Linked DNA regions of Mus musculus: region 1 is linked to region 2. A link is a contact called in public promoter capture Hi-C data. All regions are on one chromosome and are shown on one strand. Each heading gives the region's core, a stretch centred on a gene start, on an enhancer-like site or on the middle of the called end of the contact. The rest is flanking DNA. Distances are from core to core; before and after follow the strand shown.

Evidence for each region. Promoter capture Hi-C pulls out the DNA fragments that hold promoters and counts their contacts.
Region 1: a contact with region 2 is called in a promoter capture Hi-C map of hippocampal neurons, with 7 times the contacts expected there. The contact joins the promoter of Itgb8 here to the promoter of Ncapg2 in region 2. A contact is called at or near these places in 3 of 39 promoter capture datasets (the 3T3-L1 cell line, cranial neural crest and hippocampal neurons).

What each region holds. Positions count from the first base shown.
Region 1 is chr12:119,236,498-119,240,365 of GRCm38.p6, forward strand. It overlaps Itgb8 (integrin beta 8), which reads right to left and starts at 1,779. Exons shown (of 14, transcript NM_177290.3): 1 at 1,175-1,779. The coding sequence starts at 1,301.
Region 2 is chr12:116,403,558-116,407,373 of GRCm38.p6, forward strand. It overlaps Ncapg2 (non-SMC condensin II complex, subunit G2), which reads left to right and starts at 1,879. Exons shown (of 29, transcript NM_133762.4): 1 at 1,879-1,904; 2 at 2,145-2,320; 3 at 3,641-3,753. The coding sequence starts at 3,676. D430020J02Rik (RIKEN cDNA D430020J02 gene) reads right to left here and starts at 1,604. Exons shown (of 2, transcript NR_028421.1): 1 at 1,410-1,604; 2 at 1-1,086.

The DNA.
Region 1 (3,868 bases), core at 529-3,028, 2.8 Mb after region 2:
CAAAATAACTACAAAATGAAAGTTGACTCTAGTTTGTCCTGTTTGATACAACTAGGAAAATCTCACCCAAAACTAATGCTAGACAACTATATATGCAATAATTAGAAGAAATTGCCTGGGCTTCTCTATTATAAACTTTTACATATAAGTATTTACTTTAGTTAACTTCAGGAAGAAAGCCAGCACACCAATTTAAAGTAAAGGACTAAATTTCAGTTTTACAACAGAAGTGAGGCTATTAATTAAAACTCCTTTAAGGTTGAGAGACTACAGTAAGTCTCTAATAAAATTTAAGGGATTAGTAACCCGAAGGGAAAAGTAAGTAAGTAAGTAAATAAATAAATAAATAAATAAGGCAATGGTAACTCCATCTGCAAAAAAAAAAAAAAAAAACATTTGGCCTCTATGGTAAATTTAATCCTTAGATTGTTATTATTACTTATTCTGTTTCATGAGTCACCAAGAATACAATGCTAACATGTTAAAGTGCCAAGCCCCCTCTCATGCACTGTCTGACTAGAAATGACTTGGGAAAGGTAGGCATCTATATCTGTTTTACAGATGAAGACAATAAAAGTTTATAGAGAGGTGACCTCTTGGTAACAGAGACCAAACTTAGGGGACAGATCATTTAGCCACAATAATTTAACAATCCCACCCCTCCGCAGGGCAGTGGCTTAAACCATGAATGGATATTCCTCAAGGGCATTAATTCATTCAAGCTGAATGTTATGGCAGAAGAAACTTGTTCTTTCTTAGACCAATAAATGAAAGACTCTTTCCTTTTATAAACCATCTTAGCCACAGGCTCTTAGTGGATGATGCTCCACCCCTAAGGTGAAAAGTTGGGGAATACAGACTATATAGTGATATCCTCAGGAAATACTGGAACCCCCAAACTGCATTCTGTAAGTACAACAGACTCTTTCCCAAACTTCAACTCAAATAAACTTTTCCCAGCACTGTGGACTATTGCTGTCACTTAGGGGTGAAAATGCCTGATACCTGGCTTCTTTATGGAGAACTTTGTTACACACCTGCCCTCCTGAAGTCTCAGCAGGACTGACCAGGACTGACATCTTCCACTTACCTGTCAGGGATGCCCAGGCCATAAGCTCTCAATACCAGCCCAAGACTTTGGGAGAAGGGAAGAAAACAAAGTAAAATAACTTACCACTTTGGCCCAGTCCGAGAACAAGTGAAAATACCCAGGCTGCCCCAAGAACCAAGGCTGGACCTCGCTGGCAGTTGTGCAGAGAGAGCAGTGCAGCAGTCAGAAAAGCCAGGGCCGAGCCGCACATAATGCAAAGCAGCCCGCCCGGTGCCTACTGCCTAGTTGCTTTCCTGATGCGCTCTCCCGACTTGAGAGCGCACCTTGAGGCCCGTGGGCTGCGAGTCCCTAGGACCTTTTCGACAGGCCGGGTTGGCCGACCCAGTTGCTCTCAGTAGGCGATACAGGTATTCGGTCCAGGGCAGCTCTCTGCATCTCAGGGCCCTTAAGGCCCTCCCAGCTCCGCACGGCGGGGCTTGCAGTCTCAACAAAAAGCACCTCCTTGGACAGCCGATGGCCCGCGGGGGCGAAGCAAGTACGGGCTCCACAGTCCGCTCCCAGACAAAGAAAAGAGCTTTTGTTTCTCCCCAGCCGATGGGGCTCTGCTGCATAAATCAGCTTAGCGAAGAGCCAAACACAATCAAACCCAAACAAAGCCTGAGGCTGGGGGGAAAACCACCCTAATGTAATTCACAGGGTGATGCTGCTTTAGTGGGAGGGGACGGCTAGAAGGCCAAGGGGGTGGGGGAGTTGCTGGCGCATCAGTCGGTGCTAGCTTCTTCCACAGGTGGGCAGGGAGGCCAACTCCACTTAGTCGCAGCTAGCAGAGGTTCAGGCGGCAGCGTTCCGATTGGCGGGAGAGGAGACACGGGTGCCAGCAGCTTGGGGAAGCAGCTCCGCGAGCTCCCTAGAAGCTCCTGTCTGCACTCGCGGGCAACCAACAAGGCATCCCAGTTGCTTACTGGGCTAGAAGGGGATGTTCCATGCACCTCGCTGGGAGGGAGCTGCGTACCCTTGTCCTTTCTCGGACTCTGTCGGCTCAGGCGTCTGGCCACCCAGAACCCTGGCAGCTGATGCGTTCTGGGATGAGAGGGAAGAGAGGCAGGCGATGGGCAGGGATGGGGTGATCTAGTTCTGTGGTCCCCCGTGGGGGCTCCCAGCTTTCGGGTGGCTGGGCGTGCTCCGAGCTGAGAGTTGCTAGGAAACCTCCCCACGCTACAGTGCTCCTTGCTTGGGTCGCCAGCAAGCGCAGTGGCGGCCCAGGACAGCAGCAGCAGCAGAAGCAGCAAACAGCTCCAGCTCGGAGTAGCGTGGGCGGGACATTGGTGAGGCATGAAGTCACCGCGGCCCACACTCGCTCTTTGTTTTGCTCACTCCAGCTCTTTTTTCTCCCCCCTCGAATCTAATAGTTGCCATTCCCATCGTTCTCAAGAATTCCTGGTGCGTAGTGGCGCAACAGGAATCGCATGCTGAGTTCTCTTTTCTCTCACCCCCTCGCCCCCCAATTCTGAGTTCCAACGCTTCCATAACGGTATAGGTGGAAAACTTCTCGCAGCTCGAGTGGCAGCATGAACCCCAACATTTCATCCTCTTGCCGCGTGCTCCTTTGTTCAGGAATCCTTACTGGCCCGCAGCTGCTGAATACAAAGTAGATTTCGGGGGCCTCTCCCCTCCCCCAACACTGCTCTCAGAGTATTCACTGCCCGCTTTCCTTGCAGCCTTAAGACCTTGCCCTGTGTCTGATCCCAAATCTGTCTGAGGTCTTCCCAGACTTTGGAGATTTAGACAAGATGTATTCTACTGTCAGATATATTTCGTTGTTCCTTTTGTAGACCCTCAGCCCTGAAAGGGGCAGCCTAGCTTTTTCCCAGGGTCTGTTTGTGGTTCTTTGGCCTTTTGTTGGTTACAATGGATCTTTTGACCTTAAACGCCACCTTCTCAGTAAAAGGAAACAAGAAGTTGCAGATGGCAGCAGAAGAGTGAATGAATACAAGCTTGCAATTCAGTTTTGCAGTTTTGGGTGAGGCTAAAGCGTTGCTAAACTGGACAGCCAAGGAAGTAGTAGCATTGCCTCTCCAGGTCTTGTCAGCGCCCTCGACACCTTAAGGAGAAGGAAGAAACACAGTTCTCTAGGTTTGGGAAAGAGCTCCTTTTCTAATTTGATACTGGAGACCTTGGCTCCTAGTTTCCCCTAGAGCCCAATAATTTTCATTGTATTGAAGTTCAGTTCGACTTTTTTTTACTAGTGGCTTACACAACACCACTTTTTTCAGGCATCAGACCCAGTCCAGCCAGGTCAAGGTGAACTATAGGGGATTTTTTTCTCCTTAATTGTTTCCGGCTTCTTATTTGGAGTAAAGAAAACAAGTAGGAGGTCCCACCAACCCTCCTCTTTAAAAAACTTCTTTCTGTTTTCTAATTGTTGACAGTGAATGGAAAGTACCTGGTTAATAAACCACAACATCAAAAACTCCCCTTTCTTCAGGTGTGGACTGTACATTGGACTAACAGTAAAGCCAGGAACCTAGTTAGTAAAGTGCCCTAGATCTGTTAAGGAGGATCATTTGTGAAGCTAAGGGGGCAATCCATACTTCAACGACTGATGTCAGTCAACACAACTCCAAGCCACTGTACTTCATTTTCAAATTTTCATTCTTTGGTTTTTCAAATTTCTTCCTGGATATCTTCATTGAGATGTAGCTACTGTAAAGTAGCTGAGATAGGTTGGAACAAAAACATAGCATAGTGAAGATATGGTTAGAGCCACTTCAGCTGGGAAGTGTGTTTATTTTCTTGAAATTATGTGACAAACCTAGG
Region 2 (3,816 bases), core at 629-3,128:
ACGATTGAGGACCAGGAATGCCCCTTGTATTAGGCTAAATAGGCGATTCTTGGTATCTGGGGGCATGGGAGTGGTTGGAACCCGATCCAAGGAAGGAGTGTGAGCCTTGGTCGGATAGTCTGATGGAGACCCAGGGATGGTAGGCCTGGGAAGCAGTAACGAAGGCTTTTCAACTAGAACAGGGTTAGGTCCTACTGGTTGGGTCGGGGGCTACTGAGGCTCAAACGAACCATGACTGATGACCCAGGCTTTCCACTATAGTCATAAAAAACTAATCCCCACCGCATGCCCCTTATCCATGCCTTGATGTCATATTTTTTTCCTGTGTCTGTAAATTTGATCAGTACTCTGTCTAAATCATCGGGGCGACAGTCAGCCCTTTTATACAGTTCCATTACGGTGTGCTTTCCAGGCCCTGAGTTCTGAAAAGAGAACTCAGCCCTGTCAGGAACATGACCACTAGCCCATTTCCAATCACCATCGTTGGAAGTAACACAATTCCATTGGCCACAATAATAGGAGGCTGACCCTCCGCATAAGGACCACTTGCTGTGCTCTGGGCAGCAGTAGAATCCATAGCTTCTTACTAGATTAGGGGGAGTGCTTCTAGCAGCTGGAATTATCTGTTTGAGGCAGAAGGCTAGGTCTGGCCACCATGTCCCTGGCGGCGCTGTTTTGGAGGTGGTAAACAAGACCTGATCCGAATCAGGACCGAGAACTTGCCAAGTTAGAGTCAGAGGCTGGTGTGGGTTGTGGTTCTTTAGGCCCAGGGTGACTCCTGTGACCCAAGCGAAGCTTAAGAGGATTGTCAGTGGCTGCCACCATCCAGTTGTCTTCATCTTGGCTGGGTGCCTTTTTGACGTGGGAGGCATGGATCCAAGCAGCGATCCCGTCTACTTTTACTGCCGTGGGGGTGGTCAACAGCACCAGATACGGTCCTTTCCACCGGGGCTCAAGCGTGCCAGTGCGATGTCGTCTGACCAAGACTGAGTCTCCAACCTGGAACCCGTGAGGCACTGCTATGGTTCCCGGAGTGTAGGCTTCTCTGATCTGGTTGCAGATCTGTGTTTTAACAACCTCTAGGGCCTTTAGGTGAGCAAAAAGAGCAGAGGGTGAGGATGAGTCAGTGCCAAGATCCAATATCCCACCTGACTCAGTTAAGGGAGGCGGTCCCCCAAAGAGAATCTCATAAGGGGTAAGACCGAAATGTCCAGGAGTGTTTCGGACCCTGAGGAGCGCAAAGGGAAGGAGAGTCACCCAGTCCTTTCCGCCGGTCTCCATGACTAATTTAGTAAGGGTCTCTTTTAAAGTCCTACTCATTCTTTCTACCTGTCCTGAGCTCTGGGGCCTATAAGCACACTTAGAAACTTCCAATTAGTCCCCAATTGTGTGGCCAATTCCTGACTTACCTGGGCAACAAATGCGGGCCCATTGTCTGAGCCGATTACCTTAGGGATCCCGAACCGAGGCAGGATTTCTTCAAGAATCTTCTTGGTTACCACTTGAGCAGTCTCGGACTTGCTCTCCCTCCTCCGTCTGATATCAGCGTGACGTCTCACCGAGCAGCTGGCAAGGAACACAGAAGCAACAGCAGCGCTCCCAAGGAAGGTGGGTGTGTGTGGGCGGAGGGCGGGAAACACAGCCAGCAGCTCTGCGCCTGCGCATCCCGTGAGCGCGCTAAAGAGACTCCCGCCAGAGGCTCTGAGTCACGCCCAGGAGGCGGTGCTTGGGCCTTGGGGGCGGAGCCTGGCTGCAGAGCTGTGGGGGATATGGGCGTGGCCGGGACGGCGTCAGATCTCGTGAGAGCGGCGACTGGTGACGGGGTGGAGGGCGGGAGCGTCCGGGGTATACGCGGGTGTGTTTGAATCTGGTCCGAGCGCGGGAAACTATGGGTCTGTGGTGAGGTGAGCGCCGCGCGGTGAGTTGGGTGGGAGGTGAGTAGGACTCGGCGGCCGGCGACCGCGGCTGGGCGGCGGACACCGTCGCGGGTCTCACGTCCGCGGCCGCCATCGGTTTCGAGCGCTTGTGGAGCGGGAGGTGCTGCGGGAGGGCAGAGCGGGATCCCCCGGCTGACTGGGAAGGATCCCAGACCGAGAAGCGGGGCTCGCCAGGGAGGATCTCAGCCTGGAACCCGGGTTCACTAGGTAGGACCTCAGACTAGGACGACCCCGGGAGAGGGCCCGAGTGTGACTGGCGAGGACTCCGGAAAATGACCTGCGCACAGTAGGGAGGCTCTCAGGCAAGGACCTGATGCAGACTACGGAGGACCGGGGACGCAGACCTGAGTCTGACTAGAGAAGACCCCTGAGAAGGAGCCTGGGTGAGTAGGTAGTACCAAAGACCTGCACCCGGGTTGACTAGCGAGAACCCCAGCCCTGACCAGAGAATGACATGGAAGATCCTGGCACGGGGCTGGGGAGCTGACTAGGGAGGACAGCAGTGTTGACACTTAACTGGGGCCTGACGTGGTGGTGAAGACGCTGGATTTATTCTTGCACTGACATAAGGGAGGAACCCGAACCTATACCTAGGACTGATCTAGGGAGCAACTTAGTTATGAACTAAGGAAAGAGAAAAATCAAGATACGGAGTCACGGTTTGTAAGTAGCATATGTAGACATTATATGGCATACTAAGTTGCCAAAGACATGTACTTAAGTAAACAAAGTGACCATAATTAGTAAAGTGGTGATACTGGCAACCCACCTTTCCCTCTCCATTTTATTCATCACAAAAAAGTTATGGTTCACAATTCAGCCATTTGAATCGGGGAATGAAGTGGCTATATTTAAAATTTACTAATATGAGGAGTTGTCAAATTGAGGTTATTTTCTACTTTTATTCAATTTAGAATAGGAATGCATATTTATTGTGATTCACACTCTATAATTAATGCCAATAATTCTCCATATTGCTGTATTTCTAAAGGTATGAGAGATTTTCAAATTTATTCTTAAGATGAGAAGACCTGTTGCAAATATCATTTGTTGTAACTGTATTGTTAGGTTTTTGTTTTGAGTATGTCATCGTAGCACCAGGTGTAAAGGTAAAATAGGATGGCATTTTACCTGGGAGATCACATGTAGGAAGAAGAATGAGCAAGGTCCCCAGAGCTCTCATTATCCTGTAGGTGTGCAGAGGAGGGGAGGGTGCTGGAGTGGGGCACAGATGCACTGCCTAACAAGCTCCCAGGTGACCTCAGGGCTGTTTTTGTGGTTTTACTTCCAAGTCTCTCTCTTGAAAAACAAGAGAGAATTGTTGGGTGGGATCTTCTTGGAGGAATGGGACTTTAGAAGTGGAGTCTGCAGAATTCAGATGTGGAGATGAGCCTGACCCTATTGCATAAGTCAGGTCTTTCTTCCCAAGCCAGCATCTAAAAGGCTAAACGTAAGAGAAAGTAAGATTCCTGAGGCAGTTTTAATTTCTTGTTGCTTTCATTGTAGTTACATTGATAATTGGTGATCACATAGATGTTTTGTTTATAACATCATCAGATTTTTTTTCAGATTATTGCAGTTTTGTATCATAGTGTTATAAACTGTCTTCTGTAGTGGTATAAAGTTTCTTGAATGTTTGTATTAAATTAAAACTTACGGGACATTTTGCACATTTACGTTTTGGTCTGATTGTATCTTACTAGGGTTGTAAGGCTCCCTTAGAACAGTCACATCCGTCATGGAAAAACGTGAGGCGTTCATCCAAGCAGTATCTAAGGAGTTGGTTGAAGAGTTTCTGCAGTTTCTTCAACTTGATGTAAGTTATGTGTTTTACTTTTATTGTAGTTTGACCCTGGATGTTCTAAAATCGTGTCACCGA